Regions from separate parts of the Mus musculus genome. Here regions 1 and 2 are each linked to region 3. A link is a contact called in public HiChIP or PLAC-seq data. All regions are on one chromosome and are shown on one strand. Each heading gives the region's core, a stretch centred on a gene start, on an enhancer-like site or on the middle of the called end of the contact. The rest is flanking DNA. Distances are from core to core; before and after follow the strand shown. Region 1 has its middle 120 kb from the start of 4930441J16Rik. Region 2 has its middle 130 kb from the start of Lnpk. Region 3 has its middle 86 kb from the start of Gm31534.

Evidence for each region. HiChIP or PLAC-seq counts read pairs in DNA pulled down with a chosen protein or histone mark.
Region 1: a contact with region 3 is called in an H3K4me3 HiChIP or PLAC-seq map of embryonic basal ganglia, with 2.8 times the contacts expected there. The contact joins two enhancer-like sites. A contact is called at or near these places in 1 of 484 Hi-C or Micro-C datasets (nephron progenitors) and 2 of 115 datasets of contacts at active chromatin or transcription factors (differentiating embryonic stem cells and embryonic basal ganglia).
Region 2: a contact with region 3 is called in an H3K4me3 HiChIP or PLAC-seq map of embryonic basal ganglia, with 2.4 times the contacts expected there. The contact joins two enhancer-like sites. A contact is called at or near these places in 4 of 115 datasets of contacts at active chromatin or transcription factors (embryonic basal ganglia, embryonic hindbrain, embryonic stem cells and 1 more).

The regions. Positions count from the first base shown.
Region 1 is chr2:74,425,692-74,429,056 of GRCm38.p6, reverse strand. No RefSeq gene overlaps it. Among named protein-coding and RNA genes, the nearest start is that of 4930441J16Rik, 120 kb to the right of the region's middle. Within about 2 kb of position 2,081, at least 46 of the 459 cell types and tissues checked have an H3K27ac peak or open chromatin away from gene starts, as enhancers often do. A contact at or near this core is called in embryonic basal ganglia, where this site is marked.
Region 2 is chr2:74,449,910-74,453,146 of GRCm38.p6, reverse strand. No RefSeq gene overlaps it. Among named protein-coding and RNA genes, the nearest start is that of Lnpk, 130 kb to the left of the region's middle. Within about 2 kb of position 1,351, at least 38 of the 459 cell types and tissues checked have an H3K27ac peak or open chromatin away from gene starts, as enhancers often do. A contact at or near this core is called in embryonic basal ganglia, where this site is marked.
Region 3 is chr2:74,117,708-74,121,146 of GRCm38.p6, reverse strand. No RefSeq gene overlaps it. Among named protein-coding and RNA genes, the nearest start is that of Gm31534, 86 kb to the left of the region's middle. Within about 2 kb of position 1,441, at least 13 of the 459 cell types and tissues checked have an H3K27ac peak or open chromatin away from gene starts, as enhancers often do. A contact at or near this core is called in embryonic basal ganglia, where this site is marked.

The DNA of each region.
Region 1 (3,365 bases), core at 832-3,331, 310 kb before region 3:
AAAGGGAGGAACACAATTCATAGTTTCACTCAGCCGTGACACCCAGGAATCACAATGGTGGTCACCATGGCAAGAATATCCATAAAGGTGCAGTAAGAGGCACTCACATGGTGACAACCAACAGCTATCTAATTGGACTCCAGGATTGCTGAATTGAAGGGAAACTTTGCCTGGTGCTGGAAACCTAGCCAGTTTCCCAAGCCTGGTGAGGTCATGGGTCTTACAAGAGAATCTACTACAATGGCTTTGCTAGATAGTGTATTTCCTAACTACATTATATACTGTGTCCTTATACCCACAAACGAGTATAGTTCCTACTCCCCATCCAAGAAGCATCTCCTTATAGCAATGAAAATGGTCACACAGAGCTACAACTGCACAATGCAGAGACCTGTAACAGATCATGGGGAACCCAACACCAGTGGATACATCTGCACCACATCTTCCACATGTTGTGGCTTAGGGAACATCTCAGAAGATGGGAAGTTTATCAGAGCCAGAATACCGGGAAGTCTGCTGTGACACTGTCTCTCATAGAAGTGGCTGCATAAAGAAGATCTGAGCAATGGCAGTATCAATAGATGTGTTAACTTGAAAGGGGCGGGGAGAATCTCACCGGTCTCATTTGTGGACAAGAAACTACATGTTTGCTGAAAGAGGGAGAGTTAGCCTCTACTAGGAATGAGCCTCCCAATTGGTTGTTCAATGCAAAATTGTCAGTTCTGAAACCATATACACACTGCCAACAAAAATGGACTTTAAAGATTTTATGTATACATCTGTGCAACACACACATGAATGCACACACACAGACACAGACAGAGGCAGAGAGACAGAAACACGAACAGAGAAGTAGAGACAGAGAAACAGAGACTGAGAGGCAGACAGATAGACAGACAGACAGAAACACAGAAATAACAATAATATTTGAGGAAGAAAAGGCTGTCCTACCAAGGAAGGACACTTGGGGGGACTGGAGGGAGGAAAGGGAAGGGGAAACTAATATAATTTTATTTTAATTAAAATGTATGAAATACATAAGATAAAGTTTGGAAAATATGGTTCCATATTAATCCATTTACATTCTTTCCCTTTTCCTTTTACCCTGATAAACCTGATTCTAAACAGGTGTCTTTAAAAATACTCTTTAAAATGATTTCATTCTGCTATCTGCCCGGACAGGTAGGAGGTGAGAGTCACCGCTTCCTGTCTGTGGTGTCACCTGCAGCCTGAATCTCTTAAGCTTTCACCAATCTTATTTTACAGAGAGCCCTAATTTTGATAGGCAGTTTAAACAATGCCCTTACCATCCTGACAGTTGCCATCCATTGTTCTGAAGGTTCTGGTTCCCTCAGCACCCTTCAGAACTTGAAGCCTAGAGGAACATAGGCTGAAAACCAAACCAACCCTGTCCGTCATATACCTTAATGTCTTCAAATAGCAATGAAATTATTTTACCCCATACCCCAAATTTTGCAGCAATGTGATTTACTAAGAACTTACAAAAATGATTCGCCCACAAAAGCGAGTCTTCACACATACTTTCACTCCAGACTAACTCCAATCAACCGCTTTGATGTTCCTCAGTATAAATAATAACGCTAAAAGGACAAACTCCCTAACGCTGATTCTCAATCACATTTGATGTTATGGAAGATAAACTTGCCTCCTTGTGAAGGAGCTAACTAAACACAAGGTCCCAGAGGAGCTGAACGTTGTGCAAATTTCTGAATGAATCTCTCAGGATTTGTTTTTAATCTGAATATTTAATAGCGTGGCATTGCAGAATTTGAATTATACTACTCAATTTTAATGGTTAATCTGCTTTAAAAAAATACACAAGCTTAATTGTGACATACGAAAGTCCTTATTTAGGGTAGATTTCTAATTTGAGTGCTGTCGGCCCTGCTGCGTAAAGAGTCTCCTGGGTGCTGGTTTTTAAGAGAGTGTGTGCGCCTTTACATCTCGTCCTGAAACAATTTCTCTTCTCTGCGTCGGCCCCAGCCTCCACACAAGCCAGGAGCAGACAATAGATCCAGCCTAATGGAGTTGTGTACTCGCCATCTGTAAGAGCAGCTGCTAGCCCGCATCTGCACAATATGCTGGGACTGAGAGCTCCGCTAATCTGCATAATAAGGAGGAGGCTCATTCCACTCCAGCTAATAATCGTGAGCAATGGATGTACTTCATTCCCTTACTGCGGAACCCAGCCAAGCCGCTTTCCTGTGCTGGGTAGACAAGGGTCAAGTGAGCCGGGATGGCCGGGAGCTAGGAACCATTCGTTTACAGCTTCAGGTTGCGTTGGTCCAGTGGGATCAGGGTTTGGGCTGTCTCTTGAGTCATGCCGTCATGAAATTAAAAATTCTGGGAAATAGGACAAAACACACACTAGCAAATGCTTTTGAAACAATTAGAGTATTTGAACAATTTGCATTTAAAAAATGTTCCCTTGGGGAAAACAAGAGTACAAGCAAGTTTGTGGATTAATTGTGAACTACTTTGAGTAATTTGGTTTTCATTGATTTTGTTTTAAATGGCTGTGCCTGGCTGAAGTCGGACCTCGAAGCTGTATTTGTGCATTAGCAAATCAAATTTCTGTTAATTTTCATTTATGATACTGGGATGAAATGCTGTCTCAAAGGCGTTAGCTCTGAGTAAAAATAAAATAAAATAAAATAAAATAAAAGATGGATGATTGTTGAAACAATAATTTTTTAGAATGGCCTAAATCAGTTTTTTATTAAAGGTTTTGCCAAAGTAGCTTAATTACGCTAGAAAAATCCCATGCTTCCGAATGAATATAACTTGATTCCATAGAGTTGATCTAAAGGCTAACACATTTGCACTTGATCTTAGTTGACCTAGATCAAGGACAAGGTTTTAAATCAGAAAGTAACTTGTGGGATTTATAATGCTTGATTATAAAAAGTAGTGAGACCATTATCTAATTTCATACAGAAAAAAAATATTTGCATAATTCACCAACCCTTATGAGGTACAGGGAAACGAGCTTTAATTTACAGAGTTGGAAGCCTAGGGCATCCGAAATAATTGTTGCCACTAGCAACCAAAGCAAGTTGCTTATGGTTCACCTCAGCCTTTTAATCAGCATTATGTGGTTAGCTTAGATCATATCTTCAAGGGTGATTTAGAAGAAAATTTTACTGAGTAATTCCCTCTCGGTACAATCAACATTACTGTTAGTCGGAGGTGGGTAGAGATGTTGGTGGGGAGTCTGTGCAGTTTAACCTGAGTGCTGGTTTCCACCCGTGTCACTGACTGATGCTCACAGTACCAAGAGTGAAGAAAAAAATGTCCCAAGGGAGCCGGAACACTCCTCTTCCTCTGTTCCATAACTCTGAAGC
Region 2 (3,237 bases), core at 102-2,601, 330 kb before region 3:
GCAGAGGGAGTAGATCCATTCTGCTTTCAAAGAGCCTGAGAACATTGTTGTGCTTTCCTGCGTACATTCTTTAAACTACTGCTTCCTCTTGGCTCAGCTGTGGGCAAGAGCATTTCACAGCATCTCCTCTATAGCCTGTGATGAGAAGGGTCCTCAAGGTGAGAGGACACACTGTGCCTGACTCTGGACAGAAGCGGGCAGTTCTGGCCCACCAGCTGCCTGCTTAAGATTTAGCTGCTGAGCAATGCCTGCACCCAGAGCTTAGGACCACATCTAAAAATAAGGCAGTGACCATATTCCACCTGCTCCACTGTGGTCCAGAATCCTCTGGTGACATTTTAGCATGCAGGGCTGGGAGGGTGCAGTCTCATGTAGGAAACTTCTCTTCCTCCTGTCTCCAGCCATTCAGGAAAATCATTGTTGGGATCATGGGGGTGGTGTGGTAGGGTCCTGCCCAGAAGCCTTATAGAGGGAAGCAATGAAGCCAGCCTTTCCTCGTTGGCTCTCTTAATAGACATTTTACACGAAAACTTCCAGGGCTAATTGTGGTGAAAATGTGCCAGGTAGACCCCTTTCATGCCAACTGTAATTAATAATGTTATAGCCTTCAAGGCCATAATGTTCATTAGTTATTAATTAGTAATTCATTTTGTTGAATAAATAATACTTGTGATTGATGACAGAACTTGTAATTGGACACTAGAAGTGACCCTCTTGGGGCTGGCATACCAGCAAGGATTAAGCCACAGTACAGTAATGATAAACACAGCAGATTGTGTAGGAAAATCCAAGTTAAACAATCGTGACACAACCAAAGTACTCCTTCTCGACATGAGAAGGGTCTATTGTCAGGCTCCACGTGTCCTGGGCCCAAGTGCCTTAATCGTTTCTGTCCATATACCATTGGGCTCCCATTTCCTCTTAAAACATCTCTTCTGCCTCCCCAAAGCAAGTGTCCTTTGCTAGATAATCCTATTGACGTTGAATTACTCTTATAATAGGTGCTTTCAAAATATTGTTACGACACAAACGCTCACACTTGTGGGGGGGGGGGGTGGGGAGGCGGGGAGAGAAGTGTTTTTCCAAAAAGGTAATGATTGAAAATTTTTATTTGAAATGATTCCTAAGATTAAATTCACTTTAGATTAACAGATTTTCCTGCCCAATTGATTTTCTGGCATCCATGTAGTGATCCAGCAGAGATAAAATGGGGGTTCATTTAGTCCACTGCTCGGAAGGGAAACACAAGCCTGGCAAACAGATGCAACAGCACTTCTTTCTCGCCTGCTCGGTGGGAACAGGACAACCGGATCCAGCCAGCTGCTGACCAGATGCTGCATTCAATTAATATTCCACTCCTCAAAGACATTCCCTGCTCCTTCTCAAGAGCAGAGCAGCCGGAGTCATAAAGAGGCTCACTCAAGTCCTGTGTTATTTTGGGTTTTTTTCCAGAGAGCATGCTATAATGGCTAAATTGCTTGAAAGAAATTAGCACGAAAAATAAACATAGTTTGTACAGTATCTGTAAAACAAATTCCCAATCTTGAGAAAGTAGAGAGAGACAAAGCCAAGCTTGCATTTAACAAGCACACGCAATGCAATGCTTCATTAAGACGGAGCTTTTTCTTTCTTTCTCCACCCCCCCTCGCAGCCCCCCACCCCGCTTCCCCCAATTTAAAAAGGGTTAATAAACTCGAAGATATCATTGCTAGTTAAAGAGGTCCTGCACCATTTTAAGGGAAGTAAGAGGCTACAAAGGAGACAGTTAAAAAGAAACGGGGAGAGTGTGTTGTAATGCTAACAGGCAATTAACAAACTCATGGGTGTTAATTATCTTCATACTGTATCATGTTCAATTAGCTTAGTCTCTGCAACAAAGGCTACGATGAACAATTGCTTTGATAGGCGTACAGTACTTCATTTGTAGTTAATCGGTTTAAGCCCTGCAGTTGCTAGGTTACCTGTCTCCAGAGGTAAAAGGCTATACAGATGCACTATGTTTAAATGACTACAGAGAACTGTTTAAACTCAAACCATGTATAACTCTTTATTGATTTTTCACAGAAGATCTCAGGTCTGATGATAAGGTTTTGATATATTTTCCTGCTACAGCCGGTTCCTTGGAGTATTGCAGAAAAAAAAATCTGTCAATATGCTTCTATTATGATCTCTTGATCTGTGCCTATAAAAACCTTTAGCCGCAGCCCTTATTATAAATAATGGAAGAAGCAATATCTGATTTTTTTCCACACCATACTACATGGAGATTTTTTTTTCTTCATTGCCTTTGGATCTAAATCACAGGACTTCTATATCCATGCTCTAAAATAATAAAGAAGATTTTTCTAGCTCTAATTAATTTGATTGACTCTCAGCAGGACGGGATCAGCTGTAGCATCATGAACTTTAACAATAACTACCAACTGATGGGCAGTTCGCATCAATAAGACCATCACTGGGCCCCCTCTCACCTGTCACCAGGCAGGGAGTGAGCAATATCCAGCCCCCCGCAGATGCTCCCCGCTTAGCGCTTTCTGCCCTATTAGCAATTTATAATGGTGATCAAGAAAACAGTCAGAGGCGAATCAAGACAACTGTCTGGCTGCCTGTTTAATTGGCCTTGTTTGCTTTTTGATAAATGGCTTGTGACTACTCTAGGCCCCTGTATTTTGACTTTTAATAGGCCACAGTGATTAGACTACCAACAGATACTAGGTCAAAACCGAGGAAAGGTGCAAAAAATGTTAATTAATATCAATAATAGGCAATTATTAGTTAGACAGAAGGACCTACTAGCTGGGTGCTCTAATGGCTCCGAGCTAACGGGAAGAGAAGTGCTGCCAAATTAGCATAACTGTATGCGGGCTGCATGGTGGATCCTAGCAAGCATCTGTTATGTTAGTAATTCAAATAGAATGCTTGCCTTTCCGGGGGATGTTCGCAGAGTCAGCAATCCCTGTTGGCCATTTCAAGGCACTAACAATACCCTAGTGACTGGTGTCCCTCCAAATGGGCTGTGTTTCAGGGTAAGAATTAAATTGCACCTTTGCTTTGGGCCTGTGCTGTTGAGGAGCTTAAGTGGGTCACTGTCCTCTGCTCAGTAGAGGGTGGAGGAGGAGAGTTTTGTTTGCTTGGACACCAAACTGACCTTAGAAGGACACATGAAGTGATCCAGGCGACTCAGGGAGGGATGTGAGCTTTTGACATTCCCTCTTTCACAATTAACACTGAAAACGT
Region 3 (3,439 bases), core at 192-2,691:
CTCCAGCGTGAGGGATCCCCACCACTCTATTCCCCCCCAGCCTGCCACCTGGACATGTCCGGGTCTACAGCTTCTCTTCCCTCCTCCCACTTTGTCTGTGTTATGATGGTGGGGGGCACGCCTAAATGTGATAGGGATACAAACGTATCACCTACGTGTTTTGAAAATGTGATTGTCATTTTTTTAAAAAATACAAAATAACTCCAACTAACCAGAGTTCTAGGGGGAATTAACTTGTTTCAATCCAAGTCATTTTCAAAGGGAAAATTTGCTTGATGGACACAGAAGTATTCGCCCATATGATTGGCAGGGGCAGGGTATCAGCACAGGGCTCAGGAGATATTCTCGCCCAAATTCCTGTCCGTCTCTCTCCTACACCATCACTATGGTCCTTACTGAGAATCAGTGGACAGAGGAACACCTCTGGGACCATCAAGAAGCATCCGAGAGAACTCAGGGAGGACACAATGAAGTATTTGAGGTGGTCCAAAACAATGGACTGAAGTTCTTCAGCTAAAGGAATAATTCAGTGAGTCAGAATGCAGTACCCACAGTCCTCAAGTCACACTGCTCGTATCCCGTGCTTTGTGAGTGACTAGGCCTGAGATCACTGCACAAGTATAGGGTCAAAGAAAGAGACAATCTCCCCCTTTCCAACTGGAAGGCCAGGGGTGATGCATCATGTCCCCGACTTTGTCACAGCTGTCCCACCAAGCCACTTGCTACAAAACTCAGGGGAGTACCCATGTCGATCAAGAACAAGAGAGCATCAGGCCTTCCGGTCTTCACCCATCATCCTCCTCTACTCCGCCTCCCCAAGGCCCCTGACCTCACCTCCTGGCTTCATAAAGACTCACGAGCAACCTTTCATCAGATTCTCCTCTTGCATTGTGAGAACGGAGGCAGAGATTCTAGAAGAACGGGATAGCTTTGTTAGTCTAGTAATTAAGATAGGAGTGACATTCAGACACGGCCTGGACAGGATGTGGCGAATCACTGCATTCTTTGTGTGGAAAGCTGTTCCCCGGCCTGCTTTGTCTGCCCTCCCGGGACCTCATCATCTCCACTAAAAGTCAAAATGGGATTTTGTGCCTTCTATTCCCTTCTCTTTCCCCCTCCTAATATATATCTGCTTTGAGGGAGCTATGTTTGTCAAAGTGGGCTAATTTATGGCATTATAGGGGGAAATGAAACCTCGGCTTCCCATTCTTGCCCCCGGAGCAGATTTACTAAGCGCCTCCTCTTTCCCTCCCTCCTCTCCATTTCTGGGGAGGCCATTTGCTAAACAGAACGTACTCTTTCGCCTCCAACCCCTGCAGCAGGCGAGGCAGGCAAATTGCCACTTGTCATGCCTTTCCCGAGTATGCCATGCATACGATTGTCTCCCAGCTAATAGCTCCTTCTATTGTCCATAATTCATCACTGTCAGCGTTCTTTACGTTTTATCCCTCCCTTACACGTTTCATGAGAATCTATGCTTCTCCTATTGTGGCCCTGGATTTCATTAGCATAGACTGCATGATGTCAAATAAATACACACACTCTACTGCAGCAGAGTCTGTTCTTTGCACAGAACAGGATGTTACTTTTATTAGTATTTTTTTTCCTCATTTCCTTACAGTCTTTTCCTTTTTCACTAAGCCATTATGAAGTGCGTACCAGTGGTATCTTGGGTAATTAGCCATTACAGCGCTGTCACCAAGGGTTCCACAGTCAATACAAAGATAATTTGGGCAATGGTGAATGACAGTGCTGTCCAGACTTTTGGGATAATCAAGGACACATCCAGCTGTACCAGACATCTGTCAGACCCATGAATCATCTCAACTGGCTCGACAATAGCCAGGCAGCCCCAGTGAAGGTAAACACGACAGCAGGCAGCCCACCATCGCAGGCAGCAACTCTCTTACAGAAAAGCCCGCCTCTCTGTGCAAGAGCAGAGCCCTGTGCACGATGCTTTCATGGCTCAGGAATACTAAGAAATAACAACAATCAAATGGTTAGGGAATGGTGTTAATATTACAACAATCCTGATGTTTGTCTTAACTAAAAACGAAGTGGACACTCAGAAACTAGACCTAGATCTATTGGTTGTAATTCGTTTTATGTGATGTACGCTATTTCGGAAGCCATCCCGAGCTTTTATGCACCCAAGTTCTATGCTATTAAGTTCTTTCTGTTTGTTTAATAAGCTAACACTGTTTTTATGGTTTTTATTTGCAAAGTTCCCCAGCAAGTGTGACTAGCAGTTTATGTAGCAGTCTTTGCTACAAATTCTTAAAATGGCACACACACACAATCTCTAAAATGAAGAGGAAAAAGATCCAATAGTCTAAAGCAAATTTAGAAGGACCACAGTTGCTCGTGGTTGATTTTTCAAAATGACTGCCTCTGTGAGCATCCCGGACGCTCATGCATGGCAGACTCAATTTCAGTCTACAACTGACCACTGGCCAGGAATTTCCTAAAAGGGGGTTTTTATACATGTACCTGCAGCTTGGTCTGGTCTTCATGGTATTTTCTAGCTATCCTAAGTAAGCCCTACGTCTTCCAGCTGAAACCAGAAGCAAGAACCATAGATCTGCAGCCCCTCCCCCTCATCTGATGAGAAGCTGTTCCTGTCCAAATCACTTTTATGAGTTAATTGAGGCTGTTTATCCACAGTTCTTTATTAACCTTCTAAATGTCAGACAAGCAAACTCGAAGAGTTCTGCACCCAGCCATTAGAGGACCCACAATGGAGCTGGCAACCACAGGCTCTTGTGCTGTTGGGAAGTTGGCATTGAAGGTGACCCGTTATTTTCACTGTCAGTTACCCTACTTTCTTTGAGGCACTTTTAAAGATCAGCTTTACTGTAGGATAAACTCCACCACTTAAAGTACACAACTTAATAGACTGGCCATGTTTAGACCTATGTAGCCACTATCTGTCAAGACAGTGGACACCTCCCTCCTTCCATTGCTAGGTTGTTGGGTGGACACTTGATGTGTGTGTGCAATGGTTGGATTGTTGGGTGGACACTTGATGTGTGTGTGTGCAGTGGCTGGGTCATACTGTCACACTTTCGCCAGCTGGATTGTTTTTACATCTCCACCAGCAGCAGTGTCTGGTAGCTCCCGTTCCTCCACACTGTACTGTATGTGACTAATTCTTCTCATTTTACCCATTTCCATAGGTCTATGGCGATGTCTCACTGTGATCACAACCTACACCCTCCTAATGTCATTAGGCATTTTTTTCATGTACGTATTTACCATCAGTATGTCTTTGTTTTGTAACATTTCTGTCCAAATGTCTTACCCATCTGTCTGTCTGCCAACATCACACTGTTTTATTTACTGAAGCTTTGTACGGGTGACAATGAAAGACAGCACTGGATCTCAGCTGTGGTTTTTTTTGTTTGTTTGGTTGGTTTGGTTTTGTTGTTGTTGTTGTTGT